Linked DNA regions of Mus musculus: region 1 is linked to region 2. Evidence: chromatin contacts called from public HiChIP or PLAC-seq data. All regions are on one chromosome and are shown on one strand. The core of a region is the stretch at or near the end of the contact, and the rest is flanking DNA. Distances in the headings are between cores, read along the strand shown.

The links. HiChIP or PLAC-seq counts read pairs in DNA pulled down with a chosen protein or histone mark.
Region 1: a contact with region 2 is called in an H3K4me3 HiChIP or PLAC-seq map of embryonic stem cells, with 5 times the contacts expected there. The contact joins the enhancer-like site here to the promoter of Acadm in region 2. A contact is called at or near these places in 3 of 39 promoter capture datasets (the 3T3-L1 cell line, cranial neural crest and hippocampal neurons), 2 of 15 datasets of contacts at CTCF or cohesin (hippocampal excitatory neurons and large pre-B cells), 23 of 484 Hi-C or Micro-C datasets (the AML12 cell line, the G1E-ER4 cell line, LSK cells and 15 more), 13 of 115 datasets of contacts at active chromatin or transcription factors (astrocytes, bone marrow-derived macrophages, embryonic basal ganglia and 7 more) and 4 of 9 other capture datasets (adipose tissue, embryonic stem cells, liver and 1 more).

Annotation. Positions count from the first base shown.
Region 1 is chr3:154,569,503-154,574,027 of GRCm38.p6, forward strand. No RefSeq gene overlaps it. Among named protein-coding and RNA genes, the nearest start is that of Gm40186, 4.6 kb to the left of the region's middle. Within about 2 kb of position 1,534, at least 27 of the 459 cell types and tissues checked have an H3K27ac peak or open chromatin away from gene starts, as enhancers often do. A contact at or near this core is called in fibro-adipogenic progenitors and palatal mesenchyme, where this site is marked.
Region 2 is chr3:153,942,174-153,946,936 of GRCm38.p6, forward strand. It overlaps Acadm (acyl-Coenzyme A dehydrogenase, medium chain), which reads right to left and starts at 2,470. Exons shown (of 12, transcript NM_007382.5): 1 at 2,223-2,470. The coding sequence starts at 2,252.

The DNA.
Region 1 (4,525 bases), core at 284-2,783, 630 kb after region 2:
CACGAATGTTCTAGTACACTCATTGCTACCAGAGTAATTATTTATGAAGAATAAGCCATGATGACAAACTTCATTACTCAATAACATTGGTAAACATTAAAATATTTAAAGAATAATGTAGTACATTATGGTTCATTCTATTTAAATGTCACAATCATAGCAGCCTTTATGCCTGTATTTCTTTGAATTGCTAGAAATTGGTGTGCTGCTCATGCAAGCTGATATTATAGTCATATGACCTAATTAAACATTGGGATTCATATTTTAAATGTATAATTACCAGAGTTGTCATTTTTAAAAACGTAATTACTGCTTTCTACATTAGTAGCAAAACTTGGCATTCCCGTCAACAGGGCTGTGGAAAGTTCCTCCGCAATGTTTGTCTTTTCTTGTTGTAAAGAAACAATGGAAATAATTTTGGTGTGGAAACTCTCTTTAAATATTATTTTCCCGGAACAGATTTCTGTCTTTTAACACTAAGGATTTCTGCTCTCAGAATTGTACAGAGCTGCCTTATGCATTTTGCTGTCATTTGTAATCCATTCATCCTTGTTGATAGAAACACATTTCATTCCAAGCGTTTGGGGAACCCACAGACAGCACCGGTGTGATATGTAAGAGATGCGGCTCGCTTCCATTATTTTAAAACAGAGCCGGCTCAATGATTTGGGGCTTTGGGGAAGAATTCTTCATTCCTGAATTGCTCAGAATCAATCACAACGGCCTCTCCGTTATTTCAATATCGCAAATCCCTTCTGATTAGCCCTCTTTAAAAGAGATGAACTGGCTTCAGGATTGTTTGGCCCTGTTGGAAGCCCTGTCCTGGAGAATGACAGATGATGTAATTAAATTGAATCGTGTGTTTTCCGTAGAAAGAAAGCATGACTTGAGAGCCAATGTGGACGATCCCCTCATTCCTATATTTAGATTGCTCACGTCAACAGGGCAGCAGGCCACTGACCAACAACCGAGGCTCGGGATCACATGAAGCCTTTTTAATTTTTTAAAACAATGGAAAGATTAAAGAAAGAGAAGTAATAGAAAGAAAGAAAGAAAGAAAGAAAGAAAGAAAGAAAGAAAGAAAGGAAGGAAGAAAGAAAGAAAGAAAGAAAGAAAGAAAGAAAGAAAGAAAGAAAGAAAGAAAGAAAGAAAGAAAACGGCCGATGAAATAAATGTCCCCACTTGAAGAGCTATCCTTCACCCCCTGAGTGAAAGAATGCCCCTTTTCCCATTTAGAGGATTGATTTACCCAGAGTGCAATATAGAAACGTCTGCAGAAGCAGTTAAGCTTAGGACCCAAGGAGGAGCCCCGCCAGAAAGTAAGCGCTCCAAGTTCACGGAGGGGCGCCTGCCAAATTCCTCTGTTAGTTTGTAAGTGAAAATACAAATGCGATATTTAGCAAAACTGCTCCTTTGTCTTTTAAATGGGACGTGTAAACTAGAGATTATGCGGGCGAGCCAGATCTTACTTGAGCTCCATCTAGCAGCTAGTAGCAAGGAGGTAAGTCATCGCCGGTTTCTCAACATTTGATCGCACATGTTTACAGGAAGGGCAGAGCTTCTAACCAGTCTCCCCTCCCAGTCTCTCTTAGCTGATTTCCACTTTCACACAGCCAAGCCACAACCGTTGTCTTACACTCTAGCTGTGATGTACTTGGAACAATCTTTGCTCTACTGAGTTGAAAGGGTCCTATTGACACTTCAGCTTTAGAATCTCAGAGAAAACCAGTGTTGCAAAGACCCTCGAAACGGAGATATCAGAAATTCCCTGGAGGGTCTGGAAGGACGCTGAGTTAACAGTGAGGGCTGCATGCACAGCCAGAGTTTGCTCTTTAGCAAGAATGTAAAAAAATCAGGCATAGTCCTGTTTTGTAACCCCAGCACTAGGGAAGTGGAGACAATGGACTCCCTGGGGTCCCCTGGCCAGACAGCCTAGAATAACTGGTGAGCTATTGGCCAAGTCAGCTACCCCATCTCAAAACAGGGTACACAGTGCCTGAGGAAAAACATCTGAGGCTGACCTCTTGCCTGGTCAGCATATGGACATGTGCAACCACAAAACCACATATTCACCCACACACTTAGAATGGCCATTTGGAATGGATAGCGGTGCATTCTTTAGATTGGATTGTTAAATGTAGATATTGAAGCATTTTGTTTGCTCAGTGTTAAGCATTATAATGAGCATAAAGATCGAAAGGCCCATATGAAACGTGGGAGCTTTGTACTCATAGAAGAAAACAATTTAAGGCGAAAATCTATATAGTCCGGATGAATTTGGCTATAATTATCTACTCTGTCCAGAACACTTGTAGATTCAATACAGATGTATTGAAACTGTAATTTCTCTAGAAGTGCATGAGTGCATTTGCATGCACGCACACACACACACACACACACACACACACACACGCGCGCGCGCACACATACATACACAGGCATGCACACATACACATACATAAGCATTAACACACAGATTCATCTTTGAAATTGCACAAATAGGATTACAAATTTTTACTTACATACCTAATAAGTGAAATGTACTTAAAAATATGAAAGTGAACAGAACAATTTTAAGTACACACACAAACACAGACACACACACATACACATAGACACACACACATTCATACAAGAAGCACACAAGACACACACATACACACAGATGTACACATACACACACACACACACACACACACACACACACTCACACAAACACACACACACACCTCAGACTAAACACTGAAGCACTTGTTTTTAGTGTTCACTTTTTTAATGTATCAGCTTCAAATATTCCTGATAAATAGCTTTTTAGTATTAAAACACTAAATGACTAAAATATTATCATTTTGCATATAATTACTATAAAAATACAATAGAAGTTGGTTTCATAATGTCTTTTGAAAAAATAAACCTTTGGAATATTGTAGGACTGTAAATAAAGCACAGCCAAGCTCTTGAACTTCACCGGCGCCTCCTAAGCCGCTCTAGGACTGTGCGTGCTACTCTGCCACCTGGTGGCCGATGTAGGCAGTTACTCAACGTTCTGTTCACCCCTTTCTTGCCCGCTCTCTGTTTTGTAAAACGGGTTAATTAAACTTTCCTCTGACATCATGCCATTCTTGCTGCTGTAGGAGGCATTGATAGTTTCTGCCACTCCAAAGCAACACACAGACAAAACAGGTGGCGTTAGGAGCCTGTTGTTTCCTTTTTGTTGTTGCTGTTGCTTTGGTTTTGAAGAAAGGGTTTCTCTGTGTCGCCCTGACTGTCCGGGAACTCTCTGTAGACCAGGCTGGCTGGCCTCAAACTCAAAGATCTGCCTGCTTCTGTCTCTCGAGTGCTAGAATTAAAGATGCTTGCCACCACTGTCCAGCTAAGAAGTCTCATTTCAAATATTAGAATTAAGTTTATTTGTAACTATGTGAAATTTTAAGCTAAAGATAAACCATTGAGAAAATAATTTTAAAGGAGAGAATTCTGTTATAATTTTAATTTAAATTAAAGGCATACCACCACCAGCAGGCAGGAACTTATTGTTAAGATGAGGAAATTCACTAAGATTTTTGATCTCTCCTTGTTGGCTTTCTCTAAAGACATACACGGAGTTTGTTTTAGTCCCATCGTGCCTTGGAGAGAGGCTGAGAGTTAGTCATTATAGCTGAGAAACAAAGGGCTGCGTTAAGTGCTATCATGGACAACACTCCAAGGCTTTAATGGGAGCTTGTCACTGCTGTGTCACAGAGAAGAAAGAAGAGGAAGGCACTCCTGCCAGTGTGTCCTGAAGGTGAGATGAGCTACAAGGTACAGCCTTGGAATAGGATCATTTGTTAATAACTATCACGCATGATGAACAATGTCATAATTATATATAAAAATAACCTACTGTCACAAGTGCAGAACCTAGAGGCACAAATACCAAAGGGGCCAGACTCATGGGCTGGAGATTCACAGAATGAGGCTGGAGTATCTTCTTGTTTGTGCAAGACAAGAACACCTGGAAAGCACACAGGGGCAACCTGGGGACTCCGTGGGCTACACCTGGGACAATGTTAGCATTAACATAAATGCTAACAGCAATGACTCTTAGATCACTGAATAGAATAACCCATTTGACAAACATATGTGTGTGTGCGCGCCTTAGTACACATGCATGCATGTGTCACGGGATAACAGGAAAAGAAATAAAGGAGCAATCATGTCATAACTGATTTGGATATTGTGAGTCCATAGTAAGACAGGTGGGCGGGACTTTGATCTAAAAAAAAAAAGCAGGATGTTTATAAATTCCAAAGTGTAGGCGTTTGCAACTCCCTCTTTCCAGCGTTTTTCATTATATTCTGGGAATTAGACACGAGTACTGTATTGCATCATTTCCATCTCCAGCCCCTAGCTCCTCCCCTGCCCTCACACCCACTCCTTCTCAACTTCATGTTCTCTTTAGTTATTATTGCTACATATGTACAACCTGCTGAGTCTAGCCAGAGTTGCTCGTATGTTCATGTGTTTAGAAATGATGCTTTGACAC
Region 2 (4,763 bases), core at 1,220-3,719:
CAGACACATCCGCACACAAATGAGTATTGTCATACAGACCCCAGGGCAAGCACAGCATCTGTATGGCTATGTTTTTATTCAAGAGCTACGTTCTTAAAGTCAGTACTAAATAAATTATAACTCAAACGTCAATTACAAGCTAGAGGGATGCCTAACCATAAAGGAAATGTTATTCAATTTTATAGTTTTTCATTTGTGTGTCTATATATGTGTGGTGAGGGTACAGGATTCTCTGGAGTTGGAGTTACATATAGTTCTGAGCCACCTAACATCAGTGTTGAGAAGCCAACTCAGGCCCTCCGCAAGAGCAGTAAATATTAAATGAGAAAAAAATGTAAATTGCTCAGTCATTCTCATTCTCTCTCTCTCTCCCTCCCTTCCACCCTCCCTCCTTCCGTGTGTGTGTGTGTGTGTGTGTGTGTGTGTTCAAGTGCAGTTTTTGGTGGTGCTGTTTGTTTTGTTTTTGAGACAGGTCTCAATACGTAGCTGTGGCTGATTTGGAAATTTACTTTGTACACAAGGCTGGCCTTGAACTCCCAGAGAGCTCCCTAACTCTACCTTCATAAATGCAGGGTTAAAGGCTTGACCCACCACACCAGGCCCTAATAATTTGGTTTGTGTTCCTGTTAGGACAAGTTCTTTTGAAGTAGTTTAGGATAGCCCCCAAGCCCACCGTGGAATCCAGGCTAGCCTTGGGATCTCAATTCTTCTGCCTCTACTTCCGAGATTAAATGAAGACCACCACTCTACAAAACTGGTCAGCTGCATTTTATACAACTTAAGTGGCGGGCCCATTACTGGGCTCCTTATATACTGACATTAGTCATTCAATTAGAGTAGCTTAATGCACGCACGAGCCTGCTCATTGCTTGTGCAGAGAGGATGTGCAGGTCTGTGTGTGTCTGTGTGTGTGAACACACCTGTCTGTGTATGTGAGTGTGCACGTGTCTGTGTGTAGACAGCTTAGAAACAATAAAAAAAAGAACAGGGTTAAAAACTTAGCATTACAACATAGAGTTTAAGTTTTGCAAACACCCGTCTGGGAACAGTTCCAAACACACAATTTGTATTTACACCTGAAAATCAGGCTCACTAATCCTAGGAGATAACTGGAGATTATTAAAATAAGACAGCCAGGCTTGAAGGCAGAGGTGAAGCTGTGAGCGCCGCACCACCCTGGACTACAAAATGAGACCCAATATAAAGAACGACGACACTCTGAAACTCTAAAGTCAGAAGAGAATTGCGTTTATTATTCCTGGCTCTCTGCCAAAACCAAGGAATTCCAATATGGGAACACTACTAACTTTAGTCTTCAAGCCCGCAACTACAGCATAACTAAGTAACGAATTACTTAGAAATTTGACTCTTGGTTTTATCCCGGTGTGAAAAATAGGATAAAGGAATGCATTTTCTGTTTTGTTATGGTGTTAGACTTTCCCTCTCTTGTCCTTGGAGGCACCAAGAAACCTGTAGTTCTGTTGTCAGAATAAAAAATAACTTTAAAACCCTTCAATTTCTGCTTTCAGAACCTGTTGAGTTGTATAGTAATGGTGTTGTAAATTCTAAAACTACAGCTTTCGGTGCCAGAGGCAACTTCAGTCCAGTTTTAGGTGGTATAAATGGAGGTTTGTACGAACACATCGCTAATATAACAAACTAGTGGTTAAAACAGCTTAGGAGACAAAACTCTGCAGGGTACAACATTTAGAAAGCAAGCTTCATGAAAATTCTTCGGTAGGCTTGTCTCCCTTTTGTTTTTTGGAAGGGTGCCTGTACATCACAAAACCACAGGCGTCCTAACCCTGTTGGTGCGAGCGGAGCGGCCCACTTCCCTTTCCTTCGTGTTGTGCCTGTGTTCTGTGCACACCCAGGATCAACCTGTTTGGATCCTAACACTTGTTCACGCCCGTGGCTACAGAACCACACACTGATGCCTTCCTGGGGTGGGACTACAGTCAAAGTTTTTTGGAAGTGATCGCCTCTGCCACAGCAGGGTTCTGACACCGGGTTCCCTTCAAGAAGCGTGGGTGACTGGAGAGAAGTGGCTGAGCCCATTGACCCAGAATGAAGCAGGTCCGCAGGGCCACGCCTGCAGGGGTCAGAGCCCGGAGATCAGTGAGGGAGGGCGGCAGGCAGCGCGGGGGGACGCCCGCAGGCTCCCGCTTTCCCCCAGGCCGCGTAGGGCCGACCCTCCCGATACCACCCGGTCACCCGCTCACCCTGCAGCCTCTGCGGAACGCCGCTGCCATGATGGCTCCTCGATCTGCTGCCTCCGACCACCTCCGTGCAGCAAGCAAAACGGACGGGGGTCCCGCCCCCAGGAGGCGTGGCTTGGAGGGAGGAGAGGGGCGGGCCTTAGACTCTAGGGGTGCGGAGGCGTGCGGGTCAAAGTCTGCAGACCTCGGGGGCGTGGCCTAGGGAGTCCCTTTACACACAGATGAGGTCTGAGCTCTCAGACTGACTTCGGCTGAGAGACAGAGGGATGACGGGTCCAAGCAGAAGACCTTGGGCGTGGTCTTTGCAGGCTCAAGGGGTGTGGCCTGGGAGGCGGGGCTAGATGAGGGAGGGTCTCGGGTCCGGACCTGGGCCAGAAGAGGGAGTGGCCTGAAGGCCCTCTGCGCATGCGTCCTGCTCCCGACCTTGCCCGAGCCTAAACTTCTGTGCTTGGCCCGGAGAAGAAGACTGTGTGCCCAGTGTCACCGGAGCCCGAAGGTCACGTTCTTTCCAGAGGGCTGCCCGGGAGAGCTGGACCCGAATCTAGGCCAGAGGGCGCAGCCAGACGTTTCTAGCAGTCAGCTGTGACCTTTACTTGGAGAGTCAGATTCTTTATGGCTCCGGTATTCACTGGAACAACAAATTCTGGGCTAGATCGATAGGTAGTCTGTACTCCTTAAAATTTAAATAGGAAATTAGCTGCATGTGTAGCCAGGGCGACTAAGACATCTCAGTGCCAGGAGACTGAGAAGGAAGATCACTGCGAGTTTGAGGCCAGCGAGAGCCAAGTAGCAAAACCTAAACAAACCAAAGCACAATAGTGTTTATTTCATCTATTTTTCTGAACGTTTTCAAGGCTACTTATTATCCACTTATATAGATGTGGGAAGCATCCTTGGGAACCCAAGCTGAGCCTATCCAAAAGCTCCCCAGACAGTGAACATTGGGAGTGAAATTTTGCTCATGAGTTTGTAAACTTTGCTTAAATTCCCATTGTCTTCCAGTTAGACCTTGTGTCTGAGATGGTAGCTGTGGTGTTATAAAGATGAGAGATTATAAAACTTCTTAGTGTTGGGTACCTTAGTTGCCAAAGATTAAGCTGTCAATAGTCCTCTTGCTCTCTGCTTCAAGGAACTGGGAGACAGGAGCTTATTTTTGAGACTAATGAACAATGAAAAATTCTCATCTTCTCTCTGTCTTACCTGTAGCATTGTCAGGCACACCAAAGCCTAGAAAAGGTATGTGGATTCCATTGTGAGATAAATGCTCAGATCTATAAGATTAATCTTTCAACATCAACAATCTTTCCTGAAACATAGTTTCTAATGGTTGTAAGGGAACATTCCAGAAAAAGGTATCTTCCTTTGAATGGCCTGCTAGTCTGATGAGCTGTTTAAACCTCTGATTGTGGAATGTTCCAGGTCCACAAACAACATTATCTGTGCCATTTTTAGCCTCCTTGGCAGCCATTTATTGCCTTCCTTTATGTGTAAGCTAACAGCTTTGTGACCATTAGGTACATTCTTTAGAATATTCAGGCACACACCTACCTCCCACCAACCAGATGGCAAATGTTGTCAGATAGCATTGGAAGCCTATGGCTTTTTTTTTTTTTCTGTAACATTTCTACTAAAGTATTTGAAAAGTACTTTGATGTAAATATGACCTTCTTTGCTCTGTTTCCATTAAGCATCTTGATATTGCTACTTCATTGGAACAGAGACTTTGGGGTAGCCTGGAGAGATGCTTTGAGAGCGTGTCTCTCTGTCTCTGGTACAGTGTGTTTGCTTCACCTCACATTCACTCTCAAACAGGAATAACAAGGGTTAGCGATCTTACAATATTTGACTGACTGTATAGCATTAAGGAGTTGGACCCAAAGTTAAGAGAACAGATGCAAATGAAGGTAGCAGACTTTTATCCTTCTCAGCAATCTTTGAGCCCAAGTGAAGAGTTGGAGCTTTTTTTTGGGGTGGGGGGGAGTGTTGTTGTTGTTTTTTTTGAGACAGGGTTTCTCTGTATAGCCCGGGCTGTCCTGGAACTCACTTTGTAGACCAGGCTGGCCTCGAACTCAGAAATCTGCCTGCCTCTGCCTCCCAAGTGCTGGAATTAAAGGCGTGTGCCACCACCGCCCGGCAAAATTTATTTATTTATTACATGTAAATACTCTGTAGGTGTCTTCAGACACCCCAGAAGAGGGCATCAGATCTCATTACAGATGGTTGTGAGCCACCATATGGTTGCTGGGATTTGAACTCAGGACCTTCGGAAGAGCAGTCAGTGCTCTTAACCGCTGAGCCATCTCTCCAGCACAGAGTTGGAGCTTTTGGGTAAGAGCAATTTCTAAGAATTTGATTAGTCTCAGAACTAATTTGAACATAACACGCTCCAACTCTAAATATTTATATAACACATTGTCATGTGAGTTCTGTTGTCACATCTGTCTGGACAGTTAATCTCTATCATCATTTAATATCCAGACATAGTCAATATGTGCATTTCTCCAGTGACTTTTACATGTAATTTGTTTTCAAACCAGAATTCTA